Regions from separate parts of the Mus musculus genome. Here region 2 is linked to region 1. A link is a contact called in public HiChIP or PLAC-seq data. All regions are on one chromosome and are shown on one strand. The core of a region is the stretch at or near the end of the contact, and the rest is flanking DNA. Distances in the headings are between cores, read along the strand shown.

The links. HiChIP or PLAC-seq counts read pairs in DNA pulled down with a chosen protein or histone mark.
Region 2: a contact with region 1 is called in an HNF4G HiChIP or PLAC-seq map of pancreatic cancer cells. The contact joins the promoter of Urgcp here to the enhancer-like site in region 1. A contact is called at or near these places in 3 of 39 promoter capture datasets (cranial neural crest, hippocampal neurons and liver), 3 of 115 datasets of contacts at active chromatin or transcription factors (the NIH/3T3 cell line, double positive thymocytes and pancreatic cancer cells) and 1 of 9 other capture datasets (liver).

The regions. Positions count from the first base shown.
Region 1 is chr11:5,239,709-5,246,290 of GRCm38.p6, reverse strand. It overlaps Kremen1 (kringle containing transmembrane protein 1), which reads left to right. Exons shown (of 9, transcript NM_032396.3): 2 at 2,354-2,516. Among named protein-coding and RNA genes, the nearest start is that of Gm25142, 8.8 kb to the left of the region's middle. Within about 2 kb of position 1,875, at least 163 of the 459 cell types and tissues checked have an H3K27ac peak or open chromatin away from gene starts, as enhancers often do. A contact at or near this core is called in the NIH/3T3 cell line, double positive thymocytes, hippocampal neurons and 1 more, where this site is marked.
Region 2 is chr11:5,738,908-5,745,136 of GRCm38.p6, reverse strand. Urgcp (upregulator of cell proliferation) reads left to right here and starts at 3,961. Exons shown (of 6, transcript NM_178623.3): 1 at 3,961-4,040. The coding sequence starts at 4,027.

The DNA.
Region 1 (6,582 bases), core at 626-3,125:
GAAGTTCAACTTTGACAGCTAGCTTCAAACTCTTCTATCTGCTACTGCCTGAGAAGTGCTGGGATTAAAAGTGTACACCATCATACCCAGCTCTGCAATATAATGTTTTGTTTGGTGCATAAGATTAGATAGGGCAAAACTATCTTAACATAGCAATTACAATTGTAGCAGTTGACAGAGGTTGGTGTGATAGTCTTAGAATCAGCCACTCCGTGCAGCCTTTGCTCTAGCCTCTTAGGACCCACGGTGCAGATACTTGTTTGTGTGTCATTGAACATCCTTCATATGCTCTGGTCATCCTTAGACCATTTAGAACACCCAAACTATTACAATGTGTGAATAGCTGTCAGCTCATACCATTCAGGGGGTGATGTCTAGGAAGATGCCAGTGTGTGTGTGCAGTTGGCTGACCCTGTGTTCAGTGTGTGCATCCTGGATTTAGGGCTGTGTATGTATGTGTGTATGATAGTGAGTACTGTGGACAGATGAAGGGGGCAGGGGTGGGCAGAGATGGGAAGGGGATTCTGAGGGGCAATGTTTATCTTGCAACTGGAAATATTAGAGGAAGAACATTTGGGCAGGAAATGGAAAAGTATGTTCCCAGGATTAAGAGCAGACCAGCGTGGCTTGACCGCGATGAGTAACTAGGGGCAGAGCCAGGCTTCCAGCCCAGAGGCTCTCAGACGCCCATAGGACAAACCTTAGAGTTCTGGGGGGGGGGGGGGCTGTAGAGCAGAAGAGGAAAGGGAGCCCTGAACTGCTCTCTCGCGGTCAGTGGGTCCAAAACAGAGGTGAAGGAGAGGAAGGGTGCTTCCACTGGAGTCCTGGGTGTGGTCGAGTGCTCTGGCTGCCTCCTGGGTAAAGAGGAGTGTGCTAAATCAGTATGGCTGGCATACATGTGAACACTGTAAACTGATGTGCCTGATGTTGACTTGACCAAGGCCGCAGAGCCTGTCAGCAGCAATCAAACAACAAGCCAACACTGAGCCTTTAGTTGGTATCTGCCAATCTATGCTGAGTCGATGTGCCCAGTTATCTTTGAGCTTTTTCTTAATGTAGACCCCTAGTAGACAATCCTCTTGGTAATTGAGGACTCACACTTACTAACTAGTATTGCACCAGGCATGGTAAGTTGCTATGGTTTCCTGTCTCCTAGAATTCTAGATTAGTTGAGCTGTCCATAAACGGTGCCATTCCAGACCAAACACAGAGAGCAGCTGGTAGGAGGAAGGCGTGACTGGAAGAGAGCCGCTTTGTGGACGGTTTCTCTAAGCAGTCAGATGGCTTTCAGGATAGAGCTGTGTTCCTGTTGTCCACATGCCTATTAGTCTAGAGCAGGCACATGCACTTTCCAGCGGGAGACTACACCACGTCCTTATTACCGGAAGTTATAGGTCACTGTGAGCTAGGAGAAGGAAAGAGGGAGAGCTGAGCATGTTGGTGTGACTCCCCAGACTGTCAGGGTCCCAGTGATACATCTTAGAGAAGTGTTTGAAGTGCTTCTATCTGTCAGTTTTAACTAAGCTAATTTTAAAAAATCGCTCTTTGTACTCCGCCTTTCCCATGAACCTCTGTGAGTTTAATGCATACAAGATGTGGGAAGCCTGTCAGCCTCAGCCCCACCCCCAGTCTGAGAAGTGGATTTTAGAAGTACATGATTGCACCTGCAAGGACTGTCATTTCATAAAATGGGACCTGAGACCATTTTGACACATTTTCTAGGAAAGCACTTCAGGGGGAGGTGAGAGAAAGTGCCACCCCCGTCCTCCGTTGCCCCTGTTTTCTTGCACGTCAGACTGCGCAGGGAGGACTGACTGTTCCTCATTCCCAGGGAGTGTGAGTCATCCCCGATTTGTGTGATTGGGATTCCAAAGCGTTGCTGTGTCCGATGCTTATTAAATCCAAGTGGCCTCGCAGCCTTTCCGACTGTAGGGGAGCTCTCAGTTACAGCTGCTGCCCTGGTTCTAGTTACCGCAGGGAGATGCTGGCGAGCGCAGGGGCCCCCTCGGAGGGCCCCCAAAGTCCACGCGCATGGCTGTTAGCAACTATCTAGATTTGAAGGTTTCCTGGCTCACGTCGTGGACTTCAGCACACCAGCTCTGTGATTATCTCTTCACTGGGACCTGCACACTTCAAGGGGAAATGTCCCAGTGCCCCAACAAGCTGGTGCCAAGAGTGCCAGTGTTACAGGGCACCTTTTTGCAGATTCAGTCAGCCCAGCAGGCCGCCCAAGATCTAGCAAAACATGATCCATTTCTAGCTTGATCCAAACAAAACAAATAAAACATTCACCAGAGAGGGAGGAAACTATAAATGTTGCCAGAAAATGAGTATGCTGTTCTCCTCCTTCCAGAGTGCTTCACAGCCAACGGTGCAGATTACAGGGGAACACAGAGCTGGACAGCGCTGCAAGGTGGGAAGCCATGTCTGTTCTGGAACGAGACTTTCCAGCATCCGTACAACACGCTGAAGTACCCCAACGGGGAAGGAGGACTGGGCGAGCACAATTATTGCAGGTAAGATGGGGCCATAGCGCTTCAAGATGATCTCTCATCTCCTCTTCCAGCCTTTCGCACAACTGGAATGCTTGCTTACCTCCTGTTGGCCAACTCAGAGAACCATATCATTGTTTGTTTGTTTGTTTGTTTGTGTTTGTTTGTTTGTTTGTTTTTGTTTTTTTGGTTTTTTTTTTTTTTGAGACAGGGTTCTCTGTGTATCTCTGGCTGTCCTGGAACTCACTCTGTAGACCAGGCTGGCCTCGAACTCAGAAATCCACCTGCCTCTGCCTCCCAAGTGCTGAGAATAAAGGCGTGCGCCACCACTGCCCGGCCATATCAGTTTTTAAGATGAACTAATCCGAGCCAGAGAGATGGCTCAACAGTTAAGAGCACTTAGCACTCTTCCAGAGGACCCAGGTTCAGTTGCCAGCACCCACATGGGAGCTCAGAACATCTGTAACTCCGGTTCTGGGGTATCAGACACCTTCTTCTGACCTCTCCAGACACTGCACATGGTACACAGATAAACATACAGTGAAGCACGCACAAGAAATAAAAGTAAATAAAAATGAATTCATGTCTTTTTTTTCTCTCTTCCTCTCTCATTTTTCTCCACCTTAGTTTGCTTTATGCTGGCATTCACAGCAGTGCCTTCTCTGGTCACTCTCTTGTCTCTTTGGGAGGATTTTTTCAGGTGATCCTCCCACCAGTGGGCATTTCATGGGCATCAAAGCTGCTGCTACTGATATTCAGACCATCTGGGACCCATGTTCCTTAGGCTGTACCAGAACTCCTGGATTCGAGTAGCTCTCCTCATAAGCATATCAAGCGCTGGACTACAGACGTGGCCACTGTTTGGCTCCCCAGAAAGCCCTAACCTAGCTCTGTGGTCTTCAGATGTAGAGTTAGGATTTTCTGTGGAAGGTGAGCCGCAGCTTTGATCAGGTTCTCGGTTTTCTCCGATTAAAGACAAGGTGAGAATCACTGGCGGCCAGTGAGATGGCCAGTGGTTTACAGTTGGCACCCCAAGAACCCAGGTGAATGCTGGACTGCCCTGAGAGCCCACTGCCGTGCTAGTGCTCAGAAGGCAAAGGTGAAATTCCAGGAGCTGGCTGCCTAGCTAGCCATATTGGCTAGCCTGAGTTCAGTGAGAGACACTGTCCCAATGAATAATGTGGAGATTGATGGAGAAAGCCTCCAAAGTCAACCTCACATCCTCACACATACATAAACACACATTTGAACACACATACATATATGCGTGCATGTGTTCATGTGTGTGTGTGTGTAGCAGGCAGAAAGATAAAAATAGAAATATAAGTATATAGAAGCCAGAGCAAAAATTCCAAGCACTTTTGTTTATACCTCTAAGTTACTTACACCCAAGATCATGATGACTCAGGGGTCAGCAATGCGGTGAATTTACACATTCTTAGGACAGGTGTGCAGCTGCCTCTTGAGCCATTAGGACAAGGAAGGGTTATTCCAGAGCCCTCCTCCCAGTTCCATGCTCCGATTCTGGTTTGTTGGTGCACGAAACGTCTAACCGTTGGCACTGTTGACTCAGCTGAGCCACCCCATCTGTTTCTGCACTGTGTGGACCACTCTGTTTACCGTCTAGCCCCCACACGCCCATGCTAAACACACTAGTCCTTGCGGTTGGCTGGTTTGTCCTTCCCTTTAGCTCTTTAGGTCTGTCCTCACTTGCGTCAACTGATTGACTGTACCTCATTGCTGTAGTTTTTCATTTGTTTTTGTAAAAGCACTAAAAGTTTGTTCCAAGTCAGGCATGGCTGTGTGCATTCTGTGATCTCAGCACTTGTAGGGCTATGGCAAGATCAAGAGTCCAAACACATCCTTGGCTCCATGTGAGCTCGAGGCCCACTGGGCTGTATACATTCCCACCTCAAAAGTCTAAACCAAAACTGAGTGAAAGCTTTCTGTAGTGTTGGTTAGTCCTCCTGCTGCCTGTCTCTCCTGGAACCCTGCCTGGTATTATGTGTGACGTCTTTCCACTTTGCTGTCATTTGTATTTTTTAAAGATGTATTTTATTATTTTAGATTATGTGTATATGTAGGGAGGGTCAGTATACAATTGCAGGTGCCACAGATAACAGGTGCCCCAGATACCAGATTCCTTATAATTGGAGTTACAAGTAGCTGTGAGCCGCCCAGTGGGATTCTGGGAACTGGACTCCCGGTGCACCAGAAGAGCAGTGCACACTCTTGACCACTGAGCCATCCCTCTAGTCCCTGTCCTTTGTAGTTGATTGCTAGGCTTACTTATGCTCATTAACCAAGTCTTCATTTATTTTCAAAGTTGTGCATATTAGTATTTTGTATAAATAAAAATTTGTGCCGGGTGGTGATGGCGCACGCCTTTAATCCCAGCACTCGGGAGGCAGAGGCAGGCGGATTTCTGAGTTCGAGGCCAGCCTGGTCTACAGAGTGAGTTCCAGGACAGCCAGGGCTACACAGAGAAACCCTGTCTCGAAATCCCCCCCCCCAAAAAACCCCAAATTTGTAGGCTGCTGAGATGGTTTAGTGGGCAGAGGTGCTTGCTGCAAAGCCTGATGACCTGAGTTCAATCCCCTGCACCCGGATGGCAGAACGGAAGGGTCAACGCTACAGCTCTCTGTGCCCTGGCACGTGCTCCCTACACATGCGTGCGTATACTTGCATACACATAAGTAAACGGTGAAGTGCTCACCCAAAGATCCTGCTTTAATCCGCATCTCCCACATTAATAAAAGCGCTGAGTGGTTGCGTGCTTACAATCCCCACACTGGGGAGGCGGAGACAGGCAGATTCCTGGGGTACCTGGCCTGCCACGAGGGAAGTTTCAGGCCAGTGATAGATACCTGTTTCAAAATAGAAGAGGTGAATTGCACCTAAAGAATGACACCCAAGTTTGACCTTTAGTCTCTAAATGCACACTCATGCACAAGTATATACATGAACATACACACACATACAAGAACATGGACTCACAAGAACATGGATGTGCATACATGAGCATGCACACATGCATGAGCACACGGTCATGAACATGCACATACACTTCTCAGCACAGTTGCTCCATTTCTGCCCCATTACCCTCCTCTAGTCTTTCTAGTCCTAAGAATGGCTGGCCTGGGAAGGGCACTTAGAGAAAGGGGTAGGGTCTTTGGTATTGTCTGCTGGCTTTTCTACATGAGTGCCTATGTCTACTCTACTCACAGGCTCTAAGGAGTGCACCCTTAGCATTCCAGGGCTGTACCAGAGGGCTGGGAGGACCTTCCCCTTAACTCCTTGGGCTATAGCCCTCTAACTTGATGGAATGTACCAGACCTGAATTTCCAGTTTATACTTCAAAAGAGAGCAAGGCGAGTCTGTTGATGATATCACCTCAGAGCCCAGGCCTTTTGCTCTAGTTCTGCAGAGAAGTAAGGATAGGCTTGCCTGCTCTTTATTAAGCTATTCGGATGCTTTTAGAATGGCTTTGACATTGATAATAAACACTTGTTGTCTAGGGGTTTTATCCAATACTACATCAAAGCTGAACTCAGAACAGAGGGAGGAAGAAGACGGTGACATACTGTTTAAAGAAGGGCTTTGTACAAGCCCTGCCACTTTGATTTCTCAGCTGACATCTGACACCGTGTTTGCCTTGTACAACTTCTCAGATCTGTCACATCTGAGATGTCTACATGCTATCGAGTGATGGGAACCGGCTTCTCCCTGCTAGACCTAAAGTATCTGGATTAGACGGAGAGGCAGAGCCCAGGAGAGCAGAGTTGTCCCTGCACCTGCCTTAGGGCACAGAAGAGAAAGGCTCTGTAGTCCTGGGGAGGCTTATCTCTCAGCCACACAATGGGCTTGTCTGCTCAGGCCCAGGAGCAGGCTGCAAAGCTGGGGCTGGGGAGGGGGTGTCCTTGTGCCCATTTCCTGCCTAACTGGAGTGTCAGGTTTCCAGTATTCTGAGTCTAAATAAAGGGGGCTTGGGAAGGGGTGAAGCGAGGCCGGCTTCTCTGTAGCAACCCCTGTCATTTGCTGAACTGCTCACCAGTGAAGCAGTTTTACTATCTGGAATGTCTCTGCACCG
Region 2 (6,229 bases), core at 2,712-5,211, 500 kb before region 1:
ATGAAACTTTTCTAGAAATGAAAATGGTGGTAGTTACTTAATGTTGGCAATTTACTTCATAGCAGTTTGGGCTCACATGGTTAGGGATAGGTAAAGTTTTGGGTTTTTTGTCTTTTTTAAAAGATTTATTTATTTATTGTAAGTACACTGTAGCTGTCCTCAGACACTCCAGAAGAGGGCGTCAGATCTCATCACGGACGGTTGTGAGCCACCATGTGGTTGCTGGGATTTGAACTCCTGACCTTCGGAAGAGCAGTCGGGTGCTCTTACCCACTGAGCCATCTCACCAGCCCCCAAGTTTTGTTTTTTTAAAGTGATTTCTTTTAGTTGTATATTATCAGTATCCATATTTAAGACATTATATTTACTCAAAAATTACTTACTGTAAATGGACACAATTTACATATAAAGACTCAAAGTGAAATGAAATGTCAAGAGAAACCCTGTAAATATTTATGAGACTGGGAATAGATAAATAATATATTTGTAAATAATACTATTTGTCAATTAAAGTGAATACTTGGCTTTACCAAATATCAGAATATTTTTTCATTTTACTCTAAATGAGATGTAAAAAAATGGGATACATTGTTTTCAATGAATGGCATTATGTGTCTCTGTTGTCTAGGCAATAGTCATCATTAAGACAAGGGTCTGAGACCTGGCTCAGCAGTCTAGAGCACTGGCTGTTTTTCTAGAAGACTTGAGTTGTGTTTCTGGCACCCACATGACAGTTTATAACCAACCATCTGTAACTCTAGTTCCAGGGGACCTAATGCTCTCTCTTAGCCTTTGTGGGCACTGCACTCATGTAGGAACACAGACATATATACAGGCAAAGCACACATGCATAAGAAATAATAAATCTTAAGAATGCAGTAAGAGGGCATGAGAGAGGAGATGGCTCAGCAGTTGAGAGTACTGCACCTGCAGAACACCCAAGCTGTGTTTGAAGCACTGTGTCCAGTAGCTCTCAACCTATGACTCCAGATAAGGGGGATACGATACCTCTGGTTTCCACAGCCACCAGCAATCATGTGTAAATATTCACATACACATACTTCATTAAAAATGAATTTAAAAATCTTTAAGGAAAAATTTAAAACAAAACAAACTCCTGGGAGAGGTTGTGCATTCCTCAGTCCTAGCACTGAAGAAGGCAGAACCAGGCAGATTAAGCAACATTTAAAAATAAAGATTTATAAATTAAGTTGATAATATGAGATGGTTTACTTATTTCTATTTTGCCTTATTTTTTGAGACAGGGTTTCATTGTATAGGCCTGCCTAGCCTAGAACTCACTCTGTAGATTGGCAATGTAGGACGGGGTGTCTCTGAGACCTTCACAGACAGCAGCGACTAGTAAAGGGAGGCGAGGAGGTGAAGTGTTAGTTTGTCAATTTGCTCTATACTTTCTGGCGGGTACGCATGCCGCTATTGCCCCAATGTTCTGGATTCCTGAAAGAAAGACACACACACACACACAGCCTTATATCTTAAATAACCTTAAACAGCTCAATGGCCAAGCCACTCCCTTATTCCACGTGGCTAACACACACACTTCCCTCCCGTATCCCTGAGTTAATACTTACTAAATCTATATTTCATCTTCGCTGCCCAGGACCCTGCTAGGCAGCCCTCCTATGGCTGCTTTCCCCTGAACCTACATGTCAGCTGTTTCACCCTCCTGCGCCTTTCCAGAGTGGTCCGTCTCCTACACTCCGGTCTTGGAGGAATCTCCTCTTCCTCCTTCCCTTCCTGGGAATCCTAAAAGTCCTGTCTCTGTCTTCCTACCCAGTCATCAGCCACCGGAAACTTTATTGACCAGTCAAAAACCAACTGGGGACAGGCTTCCTTTGGTCCAATGTGTGGTGTGGGACACTGCTCCCTGAGGGCTGGGACTGAAGGCCTGCACTACCACAGCCTGGCGGAAGAGGCTTCCTTTTGCACATCAATTTAGGTTTTTGTTTTGTTTTGTTTTGTTTTTTTTTGGGGGGGGGGGTGTTCAAGACAGGGTTTCTCTGTGTAGCCCTGGCTGTCCTGGAACTCACTTTGTAGACCAGGCTGGCCTTGAACTCAGAAATCCACCTGCCTGTGCCTCTGCCTCTGCCTCTGCCTCTGCCTCTGCCTCTGCCTCTGCCTCTGCCTCTGCCTCTGCCTCTGCCTCTGCCTCTGCCTCTGCCTCTGCCTCCCAAGTGCTGAGATTAAAGGCGAGGCCACCACCGCCCTGCTTGTTTTGGTTTTTTAAACTTGCTTTAGTCTGGCCTTCTCTAGTGGCGATCATTACTGCCTTGAATCCAGCCATTTATGATTGCCCAGTCCTCAACCTTTCTCACCCTTTCTTCTGGATTTGTACTTTGTATCGAACTTTCCATTTGTCAGCTTTCCTGGGTAGCTCTCTGATGTCTTCTGAACATCTCAAGTAATTGTTAGCTTTTGTTTTCCTGAAGAGGGCAAGAATGTCCAGAAGCACTGACTGGATTCAAGTACTGAAAGAGAACCTGTACTAAAGGAGTATTCATTTATTTAGCCCTCAGAGAAGAAGAGAATGAGGAGTGGTGGCCCTGGAGAGCTCCTGTCTTATCTGGGCAACTGTAGCTAGTAAGTAGGCAGAGCCCAGTTTCCAGCCTAGGTGTTCTGGTCGATGGGCAAATTGTTCAATTATCTCTTCGGTGCTTTATAATCTCTTTGGTGTTTAATATTCTTTTTTTTTAAGATTTATTTATTTTATTATCTGTAAATACACTGTAGCTGTCTTCAGACACTCCAGGAGAGGGCGTCAGATCTCATTACCGATGGTTGGGCGCCACCATGTGGTTGCTGGGATTTGAACTCAGGACCTCTGGAAGAGCATTCAGTGCTCTCAACCACTGAGCCATCTCTCCAGCCCGGTGTTTAATATTCTTAGTGGTGAAGAGAATACTATCTCAATGTTGGGCCCTGCCCCGCATGGTGGTGCACACTTTTAATCTCAGCACTCTGGAGAAAAAGCAGGCAGGTGGAACTCCATGAATTCAAGGCCATCCTGGTCTACACAGCAAGCTCTTGGCAGGACAGTGTTAAACAGAGAACCTGTCTCAATGAAAATAAAGAAAAAGAACTTGAAGGTAGGAAGGTGGGGAGGAGCTGGGAAGGGAAATTATAGTGACACATAGTTTGTATTTTTTTTCTCATTTTCTCAACAGTTCATTACTACCGTTTGATTTGATTTTACTGGTTATGAGTTCTGAAATGACATGATTGGACTAATGCTTTTATGTCACAGAAAGGAAAATGCACTGTATGAAAAAAATAAATTGAAAAAACAACTTAATGTGATAACACAAAAATGCCACCAGCAGTGGTTTGCACTGCATAGTCCAGAGTTTGTTTCTTTAAATTAGGTATTTTCTCTTAAAAGATATAATTTGTCTTTGAAACTAATTTAGCAGGGGCTGGAACCAAGCCTCAAAATTTTACATGCCTAAATATTCATAGCTTGTAGGTGATTCTGGGAAACCCCACTGCACAAGTTCTAAACTTTTTATTTCTATGTAATACAAGATAAGGCTTAATATACACACTTAAAAAAAAAGTGGGAAACCAGCTCAGAGGCCAACATTACTCCACCCCGCTGCGAACTAGTAGCAGGAGAGATGTTGTTTTCCTTTAGAACAGCAACACTGTACACCCCAGAGGTAGAGGAAAGTGCGTTTCTTACAGAAATTAACATCAGAATGCGGGGACTAGAGGGTGGTGTCCAGCAGTCTGGCAGCTGTCAGTGGCCCCAGGGCAGGTCTGGCTCCGCAGGTGAGTTCCAGCCTCCGGGCAGCGGGCCGGCCTGGCCGGTGGCTGCCGTAGGTAGTGCTCTGGGCCCAGGGCGTCCTCTCCCTCGCCCCAGGCGCCCGCCTGCCCTCCACTGAGCTCAGCCCACGGCGCCCGACGCCCTAACGGAGCGGGCGGGGGCGGCCTACAGGCCCCTCCCCGGCGCCCGGCGGCAGCCGCGCAAGCAGCGGAGGAGGCGGGAGCGCCCAGGCCGCTGCGCTCATGGCGTCGCCGGGGTGAGTGAGGCGCTCCGGGTGTGCGGGGGGCGCCTGTTGGGCGAGGGGCGGGCGGAACTGTGCGTGTCCACCACCCGGCGCCCCCTTGGCCTCGGCCGGACCCCGGCTGACTCTGTCCCGCCAGGTGCCTGTCCACGACCCGCGGCCTCCCCCGCCGACCTTGGGCGGTCGTAGCCGGGCCAGGGTCTCCCGGCAGGGCCGCGGGCAGGACCAGCCAGGACAGCGGCCGGTCAGGGCCGGAGAAACGGGTTCTGGAGAGGGGCAGCAAGGAAGCTGCGGGAGGGGACTCGGGGTCCTAGGGCTCGGCTGAGGCCGCAGAGCGGCTTAGCAGGCCTGACGTGTGTTTCTGGCGTTTAGACTTGCTTGCGTTGGAAGTTGATGCTTGGGTTCACAGTCATTAGGGGACATCCCCAGGCTGTCCCACGTCAGGGCAAGTGGGGCTCAGCTGGACTGGACCCTTGTCCAGAGTGAAAAAGCGGATTCGGGATCTAAGACTGCCTGTGTTGGGGTGGGGGTGGGGGTGCTTCTGTGGGATGGCTACACTTGTTCTGGTATTACCTCTTTCCTAGTGCTCGTTCTCTCTCCCAAATAGTGTTCTTAGGAAATTATATAGTGACACATAGTTTGTATTTTTTTCTCATTTTCTCAACAGTTCATTACTACCGTTTGATTTGATTTTACTGGTTATGAGATCTGAAATGACATGATTGGACTAATGCTTTTATGTCACAGAAAGGAAAATGGGTCTCAAGGTCATCGCTATAGGTGGTAAACATCTTTTTGACTGTACGCCATCATTCAGAGGGTCTCAGACCCAGTAGTACTGGTAGCAGCCCACGCTGTGTATCATTGCAGTTAGAAGACTTACAGGTGCAGGAGGACTTCTGGGGGAAGCATGTAGAAGTTAGCTCTCCCACAAAGGCAGACTTCACTATGCTAGGGAGTGATTTGGCTCGGTACAGTGGTCTGAATGAAGGTGAATGAAGCAATCTGAACTTGATCCAGGCCTGCAGGCGCCAGTCAGATCATGGGCAATTTCCACCTGCCTAATGCCTTTCTAGGCTCGAGGGCAAGCAGGCACTTCTGAGACCAGGCCTTTTTCAATGCCAGCTGGGTATCCAGTACTTTGAGCTCATAAGGAGAATAAACTGTGATCCATCCTGGGCAGGCCAGGCTTTGGACCCAGAGGGCCAAGGTCCCTCTACATTCTTGCCCAGCCTCATAGGAAAGTGTAAGGCAGTGTTTGAGCCTGTGGCAGCTGCCATTAGGCTTGTAAGACAGCTTAGTACATTTTGTGTCTAAACACACTGCTTTGTAGACAGGGGTTGGAGGAGGATCTCCTAGGATTAATAATTCTGTGTGCCTGGACCCACAGAATTATGGTATTGTCTGATAACAGAATAGTGTAATGCCTGAACCATGGTCTGTATATATAGGTGGTATTAATATTTGCGATTCTAGTTGTGAGTGATCCAATTAATTTGTAATATTAATAGTAATCTGTAATTTCCTAAGGGGTGTCTATTAACAAAACTGAGGTCACAAAACTTTTAGTATACTCCATTTAAGGAGAAATCTATGCTTACTTTGATATGCATACACTACTATATTAGGTGTTTTAGAGAGCAAATATAGATCAATACATGGCAGAAATGGAAGGAGCTGTTCTGGGGAGGGGTGTCTCTACATTTGATTTTTTTTTTTTTTTTTTTTTTTTTTTTTTTTTTTGCTAAGTAGCAGTGTCAGTGATCTATGATAGAACTAGAGAGGAAAGAAAAAAAAAACTCTTAACTTGTTTTGAGTACCTTACAGATGTGCTAGGCATAGTGTCAAAGAAAGAAAAGATGTGTTTGAGAGATGACCCATAATCCACTGTGTCTTGAGCTAAATAAATAGAAGAGAAGGCAGGGACCGTGGACTCTTTGCCTACCACTAAAGGGCATCTCCAGTCGGCCTCACCACAGCTGTCTCTGGGGGAATCTGGTAAGCATTGTAGAGGAGAGGACGCGACACAGTCCATCTGTCCATCTGGCCCCTTCTGAGCAGGTCCCACCCTTTACAGGTGGCCTAACCAGAAGCACTTTAGTTCAGTCCTCAGCACCACATAAACTAGGCTGTAATTCTAGCACTCTGGAGTAGAGGCCAGGTGATCAGATGGTCAGCACCATCCTCTGTTAGAAGACGTCAGC